Regions from separate parts of the Mus musculus genome. Here region 1 is linked to region 2. The links are chromatin contacts, called in public Hi-C maps. All regions are on one chromosome and are shown on one strand. Each heading gives the region's core, a stretch centred on a gene start, on an enhancer-like site or on the middle of the called end of the contact. The rest is flanking DNA. Distances are from core to core; before and after follow the strand shown.

What was found. A called contact is a pair of places that touch in the nucleus more often than the background predicts.
Region 1: a Hi-C map of pre-B cells shows a contact between it and region 2, with 2.5 times the contacts expected there. The contact joins two enhancer-like sites. A contact is called at or near these places in 8 of 484 Hi-C or Micro-C datasets (CD4 T cells, LSK cells, the P5424 cell line and 5 more), 6 of 115 datasets of contacts at active chromatin or transcription factors (the 230-238 cell line, effector CD8 T cells, large pre-B cells and 3 more) and 1 of 9 other capture datasets (liver).

The regions. Positions count from the first base shown.
Region 1 is chr1:138,514,963-138,519,714 of GRCm38.p6, forward strand. It overlaps Nek7 (NIMA (never in mitosis gene a)-related expressed kinase 7), which reads right to left. Exons shown (of 10, transcript NM_021605.4): 6 at 1,566-1,674; 7 at 663-770. Among named protein-coding and RNA genes, the nearest start is that of Nek7, 100 kb to the right of the region's middle. Within about 2 kb of position 2,144, at least 101 of the 459 cell types and tissues checked have an H3K27ac peak or open chromatin away from gene starts, as enhancers often do. A contact at or near this core is called in the P5424 cell line, pre-B cells and pro-B cells, where this site is marked.
Region 2 is chr1:138,124,128-138,129,077 of GRCm38.p6, forward strand. Ptprc (protein tyrosine phosphatase, receptor type, C) reads right to left here. Exons shown (of 32, transcript NM_001111316.2): 2 at 2,176-2,199. Among named protein-coding and RNA genes, the nearest start is that of Ptprc, 49 kb to the right of the region's middle. Within about 2 kb of position 1,349, at least 25 of the 459 cell types and tissues checked have an H3K27ac peak or open chromatin away from gene starts, as enhancers often do. A contact at or near this core is called in the P5424 cell line, pre-B cells and pro-B cells, where this site is marked.

The sequences.
Region 1 (4,752 bases), core at 894-3,393, 390 kb after region 2:
TGGGGAGTCATGAGATAATCTACTTTTAACACAAGTTAAAAAACATTTCTTCTAGGAATTTTTATTGTTTCTGATCCAAAATAATTTTTCTTCCCATTGCTAATACAGTGTTGGTAGTTACATCAATTCTATTTTAGGTGCAAAGGGACATCAAAATAATGTTAACTCAAAAATGAATCAACTGTGGGTATTTCTTCCATTCTGTAAATAGAGAAATTTTGTTTCTCTTCATTCACTATGAGTCATCATCCTTAGGTTTTCTCTCTTAATAGTTATCACAGTTACACGCCCATTGAATAAATAAACATGTATGAATTATTACCTCTGGCATTTAAAAAATATCCAGTGAAGACTTCTTCCAAAATACAGTTTTCCATTAGCTCACAGTCATTACAAATAAGACAAAAGGAGTTCTCCATGGCAACAGTAAAAGCCAGGCTTATCAGTATTATTCAAAAAACCAGCACAAACAACAAAAACCTCAGGGCCTGCTTCAGTTTAAATAAGCAATCGTGTAAAAGGTAAGAGGGAACTGTGAGCACCTGTCAGGAGCAGCTGACTCCTAGGCAAGCAGCGCCGTAGAGCTGGTGTGACCTGTTTTAAACCGTGACCAACACAATCACACACGTAACGGACTGAAGCGGTGAAATCATGCCTCTTACCTAAAGAATGTGCAGCTGTGGTTTTGGAGCTGAAAAACCGACCAAGCCCAAGGTCTCCGAGTTTTACTACCCCAGTGGCTGTAATGAACACATTAGCTGGTTTTATATCTGTGGATAAATGAAGAGATCAGGTGAGAGATGCTATAAGTTTGGGAATCTGAAAGGAATACGAAATTTCCTCCTGTGGAAGGATTCAAAATGTCTATTAAATATGAAGGTCTGAACCGAAAGTCACTCACTATATTTTGAATTATTCTCATATATTTCAAACTTCTTAGTCCAATTAATATCACAAGGAATACGGGTGAAAATTTAAGGCACAAAATAAACATGTGTCCCCCTTTGTTTAATGGTGTTAAATAACATGCTGCTGAAAAAGGAATTGGTACATTTACACAAGTTATAAAATCATACCTTAGCAATATTATGTACATTGTATTCATTTCATGGCTTCAGAAATCACAATTCCCTAAATAATTTGCTTCAGATCTGACAGCCCCAAATAAGTGGATCAGTCACTTAGTGACTTGAGTGCATTATGTCTGCCCAACAACTGGACTGACCATGAAGCATCCCTGAAGGCCTGAGGCTGGGATGCCACAGTCTGCTTGTCTGGAGGAGACACGACAAACCCTCTTCCTAATGCACATGCACTGTCCCCCACAGCTTCCCTTTCTCACCCAGAGAACCAGCAAGGTATTGAGAGAAGTCGGGCAAAGCATAATTCGCATTATTTATCATAAAGCAGGGCTTCACTTTAACGCTTACAGTCCTGACAAATTATAATTTAGACATAAATTATGAAAAACAGGTAATGCCGTGGACTGAATGGAAGCTATCTTAAAGTGCTTGGTGGCGAATGTCACTTAAGATGCTGCTGCAGACTTCCCGTGCTTCTCTTACCTCTGTGCATGACTCTTCGAGAATGCATGTGGTCCAGTGCACTGCAGAGCTGAACGAAGTATTTCCAAACGGTTCTCTCAGGGATTAGCCTCTTTTGTTTCTTAAAGTGCTGTTTAAAATATTTTTTTAAAAAAAAATTAGTGATTCTGAGAAATCAGATTTCTTAAAGTTGAATTCCAGCATTGCGAATCAGTAAGTCAGAAAAAAATCAACTTTTATCCCCTCGTTATTATTTTTTAAAGTATAATTTTCCATACTAAGACGACTCCAGAAATTTCACTTGACAGAATGACTTACATTTCCTCCTATTTGTTCTTAAGCTATGGAACACTACTACTCTGTAATGTCCAACTACTTTTAAAAAAATACATCTATCTAAAATGACTTATCTCACATCTCATTTCAAGAAGGACTACGGTTTTAGGAAATGAAGAAATATTAAAGTAGACTCGCTAAAAGACCACTCTTACTGAGTATGTTGCATTAGCTGATTAAAGTGTGTGTCTAGCATGCCTGGGTTCCATCTACAGCACCACAAGAACAAGCATGGTGTTGCATGCCTGCAAGCTTAGCACTTGTGAGACAGAGGAAGTGGGTGAGTCAAAAGTGCAAGCCCAGCACTTGGGAGGCAGGTGCCAGAGAGCAGAAGGGCAAGCTTATCTTCAGCGAGGTAAGGAGTATGTAGCCAGCCTAGCACATAGGACTTAGTCTTAAAAACCACCACCACCAACAACAACAAAAATAGAAATAACAAACAAACAAAAGACAGTCCTGCTTCAGGCAAATGTCTCCACTCTAGAATTCTAGTTAAAGGTTGAGCTGCATGGGTGACTAGAAACACCATAATTTACTAAAACTTAAGTCATGGTATAAAAGTTTTCATGAGTGTATTCACTGCACATAACAAAGCAAAGCTGTCTTTTGAATGGATGAAACTACGTTCTGGAGAGTGAGATGGTCACAGGAAAGCTGAAGCAAAGCACTGAGAGTATCAACAGGCTGTCGGAGGGAGGGGTCCAGAGACTGAAAGGGAAACTGCTAAACACAACCAGAAGCCCACAGCTACAGAGCAGCGTCGTCCAGTTTCCTGTCTTAAGTTTAACAGGAAACTATGAAAGCAGCATAGCAAGATCCAAGCTCTCAGCCCCACTGGATACTCTGTATATAAAAATCATTTTTAAAAACAACAGTGCAGTGGGTTTCTTACTGAATAGTACTTATAAATTACCAACATGAAGAAACGGTACCTTTAAACAGCTTTTTTTTTTCCTACAAAGCTTTAAAAAAAAATCTTAACTTTATGAAGCATATGTCCTAACATCAACTTTTAAATCTGTTTTTTTACTGTATTTGAAAACCACATTTGGAAAAGTTCAACCAATTAATTTTTTGGTATTGAATGCAAAAAAAAAAAAAAAACCCTATATTTGAGAAAGTGAAAAGCCAGCCCTTCTGAGTCGCACCTGTGGCCAGCTGAGGGCTGGCTAAAATGGCAAAGCTACAGGGAAACTACTGGAGTCCTTTTCCATCAGCAACAACCAACACCCCCCTGCCACTGTGCCCACTTGCTAGAGGAAGAAAAAATGTCTGTTTAAAAAAAGGTAAGAATACTAGGCTAATTTTTCCTACATAGCACATGGCTGAAAAATCAATTACTTTTTGCAATTTCATTAGCAAGTAAGTCAGTAACCTATTCTAAATGACCAGGTAATAATGAAAGTAGACCACTGTCCTTCTAACTATGGAGAAATGCCCATATTGGGTTTCAATAGGAAGGTTTTCTTTTATGGCAGACTGTGTCAACATCAGTTTTCACTGGAAGGAGACAATACTGAAAATTCAGCTCTTTACACATAATTTTCCTTGAGACTTGGAACGCATCCAATAATGCCCGTGCATGCACCCCCCTATGCCACATTAACACATCAGAGGGATGACTGATGCCAACAGCAAGACGGGTACCGGGTCTCTTCATTCAAAGATGCACTGCATCAAGTAGACATTAGAACATGGAAGAAAAATTTAATGCTTTAACAGAGTCTAAACTCATCATAACCATAATCAACTTGGCAGTTGATTATTTTAAATAACTTAAAAACGAAGACTGTAATATAATTACCTCATTTCCCTGTTCCAAACCTTCCCACGTACCCCACCCTCCCACCCCACCCCTGCCCCTTGAATTCTTTCAAATCCATGGCCTCTTTTTCTTAATTATTGTAAGTGTTGGTGTGTTTCTGTTTCTTTTCAAGTCTCATTATTAAAAGACAAAATATAAAAGGGACACAGGAAAAACCCTGGACACAAAATGCACATTAGGGTGAAGAAGACCTGGCAGTATAAATTCTTCTCAGATACTGTTTCCTATAACAAATTAAAAGGGAGGAAAGCAACCTGGCATGAGTGTCATGCTGACCTGACAAACCTTAGGAATCTCACTGAAGAACAACATGAACTTGACTACCAGGCAATAAAGTCTGATTATTCGACTGGTGGTCCTCAGTTTCTAAACTGTCTACTTAAACGCTTGGGCTTGTCAAAGAGTCTTTAAAAGGAGGGCTTCGGCTGTTTCCGGAAGCAACAGCTACAATGTTGCAAACCTATCGGTTCTCACCGTGGCACTATTGCCTGCCTCCTAAGAGAGGGTGGGGAACAAAGCTACAGAAATTCCTGACTCACTTTTAATACAAGGCTGCAAGGTTGACATCAGCAGTGCTCAACTTTCTCAGAGTCACACACCTCTTTAAAATGGGAATTTTTTATTCGCTAGCAGGATAGCAACGCTTTTCAAAACTCCTACTTTCTGAACGCTAGATATCCCTGTAATAATACTTAATTCTGTATTATAAAACACTTAATGCAAACAAGTAAGACTTAAAATTAAACATACATAACCAATGATTAACATAAGGAAAGTTTCTAAAAATTAATAACAAAGTATTTACATGAAAGGTTATGTGTTGTGGCACATTTACCATGTTCATGCTACGAAACAGAATGTCTTTAAACCCCAAATAAAATATGTAAAGGTCTGAGGACAAAGGTTGCCACTCAGGTTTAATAGATCACTTGGATATAATATTTGGGTGGGTTTAGTGTCTTTATAAAGCACACTCACCTTGAAGTACTGTATGTATATTCTAACACCATTAACAATATTGATTTTAATTCAATAGAAAAACTAAAT
Region 2 (4,950 bases), core at 99-2,598:
CAGGACACCTGTTCTCTTATCCACTGAGCCATCTCCAAAGTCCCCTAAATTTAGTTTTTAAAATCATCATGTTCTCTCTCTCGGATTATTAGGGATGTTATTTTTAATTGTCCCTTGCTTAATGTGTATTAACGTCTTTGAGTATTAAAATACGCAGTTTTTGAAGATTCACTTCCTCAAAACTAGTTGCACTTTAACAAATAAAGACTAAAACAACCTTTGCAAATTGAACTAGAGGTAAGACATACCTCTCATATTCAGGACCACTCTTCTAACCTAATTGTCCCTCACCCACTATGCATTGAATTAAAAGGAAGACCAAATTTTTTAAAAAGGAAGGAGGAAGTGGGAAACAGAAAAGCAGAGAGGGAGAGAAGAGAGGTGGAAGGAGGGATTTTTAAATCTGGTGCACATAGTGTTAACTCAGCGCCCTTTTACAGATGACAATTTATTTTTTGGTTAGATCAACTAATTGGAAAGGTTGCAATGGTCTCCTGGCCTGAGAGAATATTGCAGCAAGTTGTCCATCAAACACACTGACACTCCCTTGGAGTAAACCAACTACAAAAGGCTTTTGGATTTTAAACCCTCAATGTTAAAAACCCAAGCTGCTTTGAAGAGTGTGGTTCCTCAAGACATTTTCCAGCAAAGCAAATTCAGTCCTTGGTGTATGAAGATGTCTTCAGAGAAGTCTCTCGTGTTAATATCTTCGCAGACACTTAAGTTCAAGTCTCAGCAGTAAAATCTATGACTGCAAATTTGCCAATTCTCTAGTGTCCCTGAATCCTCATTTTGAACATTCTGAGTTTTTCACTGATTATCTTCTATTGGTGATATTTGGGGACACTGCTCCTCTTTGTATTATAGGCCACAATTCTAACTTAACTTTCAACAAGGTAAGAGAATAAGCTATCATTCCATCCCATCACCTTCCTCTCCTGCAACAATGTCTCGTCTACGTGAGCTGAGAGTAGCTTAATATTTTGTAAAGGAAAATGTCAAATTTCACTTAAGAAATTGGCATAAACCAATCACAACCTGCTCTGCAGCAAGTGTTTTATCAAATGTCTCTGCCACACACTAAAACTATACAATTCCAATATTAGACATTGAAAAAATAAAAGAATGTGGTTTTTTTTAAAGGCTCAGGAGTGGGATTTGTAAGTATCTGCATAGTGTTGCATTTAATGACAAATAATTCCTAGGATAATCAACTTTTAGCATTTCAGATTTGCTCCCCTTGAAATGTGCATTTAAGTTATTAAAACACTCATGTTTTACGGTCTCACTTACCTTCTTAAGACATACTGTCAGTCACATGATTAACCAGGAAACAAGCATTTACAGCAACAGAAACATGCAAGGGATCTAACTTCCCTTTACCCACCTGCAGGTCACTTCCTCTGTGTGTTTAGGCTTTAGAGAATTTTAACATCTATATTTGGTCATTAAAGAATTTTTAACACACTGGCAGCATGAGCACTATTTACATTGATTTTCTCAAAAGCTTTTAGAAAAAAATTAATTGAATTACAGTAGGAAACTTTGTAAACTATTAATGCAGCATATCTTAATATTAGATCTCCAAGCATAACTTTAAAAAGGGCAAATTACTCTTGAAAAAACATTATAAAATGAAATTTTAAATAAAAGTGAACCTTTATTAAAATCTAAATATAAGTGAACTCTAGATCCAATTAATTTATATAATGCATTTGTCCTTATATAACAAAACATGTGACGTTGTTTTTAGGCTTCCTACCCCATTTCTAATTCAATGCTTTTTTTAAAAAAAGAATATTCTTATGCAATATATTCTGATCAGTTTTTTTCTCTCTGTTTAAATCTTATCCCATGTACAGATTTTCAAAATTTATTTACAGTCTTAAATTTTTAAAAGGATTAGAAACTCTCTATGCCATTTATTGTCAATTTAATGAAATGTTAAACTTTAAATTGAACACAATAATAATTATGAAATTTAAAGAATGTTCAACTATTCACTAAATTTAATATTAGAAAGAATTTTAAGAGCATGTGACAGTGAGGAACCACACATTATTATACAATTTCTTCTTTAAACTTCTTTCCAAATAAGTATAAAACTTTATCTATATTAACTACATGATTGTTGTAACAAAAATAAAATATTAAAAGTCAAATATTAATTCTTACCATCACTGGGTGTAGGTGTTTGCCCTGAAAAAAAAATAAACACACTTTTAGAAATTTTGAGATTTAAAGCATACATGCAAGTATACATCATATACTTTATTCATATTTATTTTCAGCACATATCATCTTAATGAAAGCAAGTTCCCAATTTTTCTTTCTGTTAATGTTTTGATGTTTTGAAGACAGCTACAGGCTGACCTAATGGATGACCTAAGATGTGGTCCTAAAGGAAGAGGAAGGCGTGGGGGGGCGGGGTTCACAGTTTGGAGTCAGCCTATAGAGCAATTCCTGTAACGGGAGGGCTATAGACACTTTTTTTGAATTTTGAATCAATATTTTTGTAAATGAGCACAAGATAGAACTAAGTTAGAAGCAAAAAAAAAAAAAATGCAAAGAGTACCAGAAGCGCGCGTGCACGCGCGCGCACACACACACACACACACACACACACACACACACACACAAATTCGTGATGATGCTCTCAATAAGAAGGTCTCAATGGGCGAATACACTGGAGTGAAACGCATCCCTGAAACACTCAGGTGGCAGCCCCCAAGACTTTGCATGTCCTTGAAGGAGAAAATGAAGAGTTAAGTAAAGGAAGCAGTCCCGTGCATATTACTGAGTTGCTGAAGTGTGGACATTCTCACTGAATTAAAAGAGGGAACCTCTCAAGAGAAAGAGGCGAGTTTGAATGGGTGCTGATTGCACATTTTGGAAGCATTCCTGTGGAGACGGGAGAGCTCGTGCTACGCATGCCTGGAGCACACAAATAGACACTGTAGCTGACACAAGAGTCTAAGAATGCAGGAGTTAAATGAGTTAAAAGCTGACGAAGCTAATGAGGTACTTCCCATCAGAGGAAAGAAATGAACAGAGACTGTTTGGAGAAAGGTTTCTCTGAAATTATGTGCCAACGACACGGATCAGAAGGATATTGCATATATATACAAAAAATGAGGTGATTTTGCCATTATGCTAATACTGCTAATAATCACCATAGAGTATATTTTCACAACTAAAAATGGCTATAATGTCACTGGGTGGAAGAACTAAGGTCCACTCATGACTGTGACATCGGTATGTGTTGTATGACTGTATTGTTTTGAAAATATTATTTGAAATACTGTCCCCCCTTTTTTTGGCTAGTCAGCTAGTACTTCTTATTCTTTTTTATATTCCTTTTAACAGCAATCCTATCCTCTGATCTATTCTAATTTCTTTCCAAATTCACCTCTAAGAATTATGTTGGTTTGCAGAGAATGAGAAGAAACAAAGTATAAATATATCAGTCATTAATAGATCATGTTTTTAAAAAGACAAAATAACTTGCATTCATTGTGAAGAATATAGTGTACCAACATGATTAAAATGTTCAAGTTGCTTTGACTATATGAAACCATAGCAAACAGTTTCTCAAACTTTTCCACATCTAGAGAGAGTTTGATATACCCCTTCTCAGTAGCACCATGTGGTTCCCTGGAGGTTCACACCATTTCATTGACTTATCTTTAGGAAGTAGCTATTGTTTTGCTGGTCTGCTGTTAGAAGTGAGAGTTGAGCATGGTAAAGGCATGGCCCTCCCCTGAGAAGTCAGCAATGCAAAGGACAAATGCATCCAGTAATCTGCACAAACATTTAAGTAATATATGCACCCTGTTTGGACTGATAATGATTGCAAAGAACTCTACAGTATAATGAAGAGGAGAAGGAGGAGAAGCTACTGTATTGGGGGTATGTATTACTTACTAGGTACTCAGTGACAGAGAAATCCTTGGATGACTTTGAACACAGAGTATATATAAAGGGGAAGCCAAAGCTATCAGATGACAGTTTTCAGACATGAACTCAAGTATAGATGTTGGAGACCCTGGCAAGGGATTGGATGCTTTTCTGAAGGTGGCAGAAACCACAGGATCAATGACTATGAAGAAGAAGCAAGCAAATAATCCCTTTGGTCATAGAAGAAAGGGGCATTTTAGAGTAGGTTATACTAACTCCACCACTCATTTGGGAGACCACTCTGTTTCATGGTACTAACTTAGTTGCTTATTGCCACCAAAACGTGTAATACTAAGCCAAAACATTTGATAAAAAGACTATAAACGTACCACTTATCATATGTTCATGGTAAAAAGTAAATAATGAATGTAGACAAACTATATGAAATTACCTTTGCATGAACTGGGGAGTAGTGCATGCATGTGTTCATATGTGCACAGGCACAGATGTATATATGCATGGATGGAGGCCAGTAGTCAATGGTAATCACTCTCTACCTTATTTTTGGAGACAGGGTCCCCCACTGAACCTAGTGTTCATGGATTCAGCTAATTTGGTGGCCAGCAAGCCTAAGGAGCCTGCTGTCCCTGTCTTCCCCACATTGCGATTAAAGGTGACTGAATGCCACTATATTCAGCTTATTTGATTATTTGTTTAACGTGGCTGCTGGGACTCAGGACTCAGGTCTTTATACCTACAGGGCAGCATTTTCATGGCTGAGCCATTAGTTTCTGTTTTGTTTATAAAATATTACACACAGACACAAAGACAGAGACAGACATACAGAGGACACACACACACACACACACACACACACACACATACACACACACACACACACACACACACACACACACACCTTAACCTTATTTGAAATAAAATTGCAGTACTTCAGAACTACGGTTTAGAGCCAATATAAGACCAAAATTGCTTGTTTTGTTTACAAAGTCCTTCCAGGTAGATTTTTCAATACCAGTAGCTCTCTTATTCGAC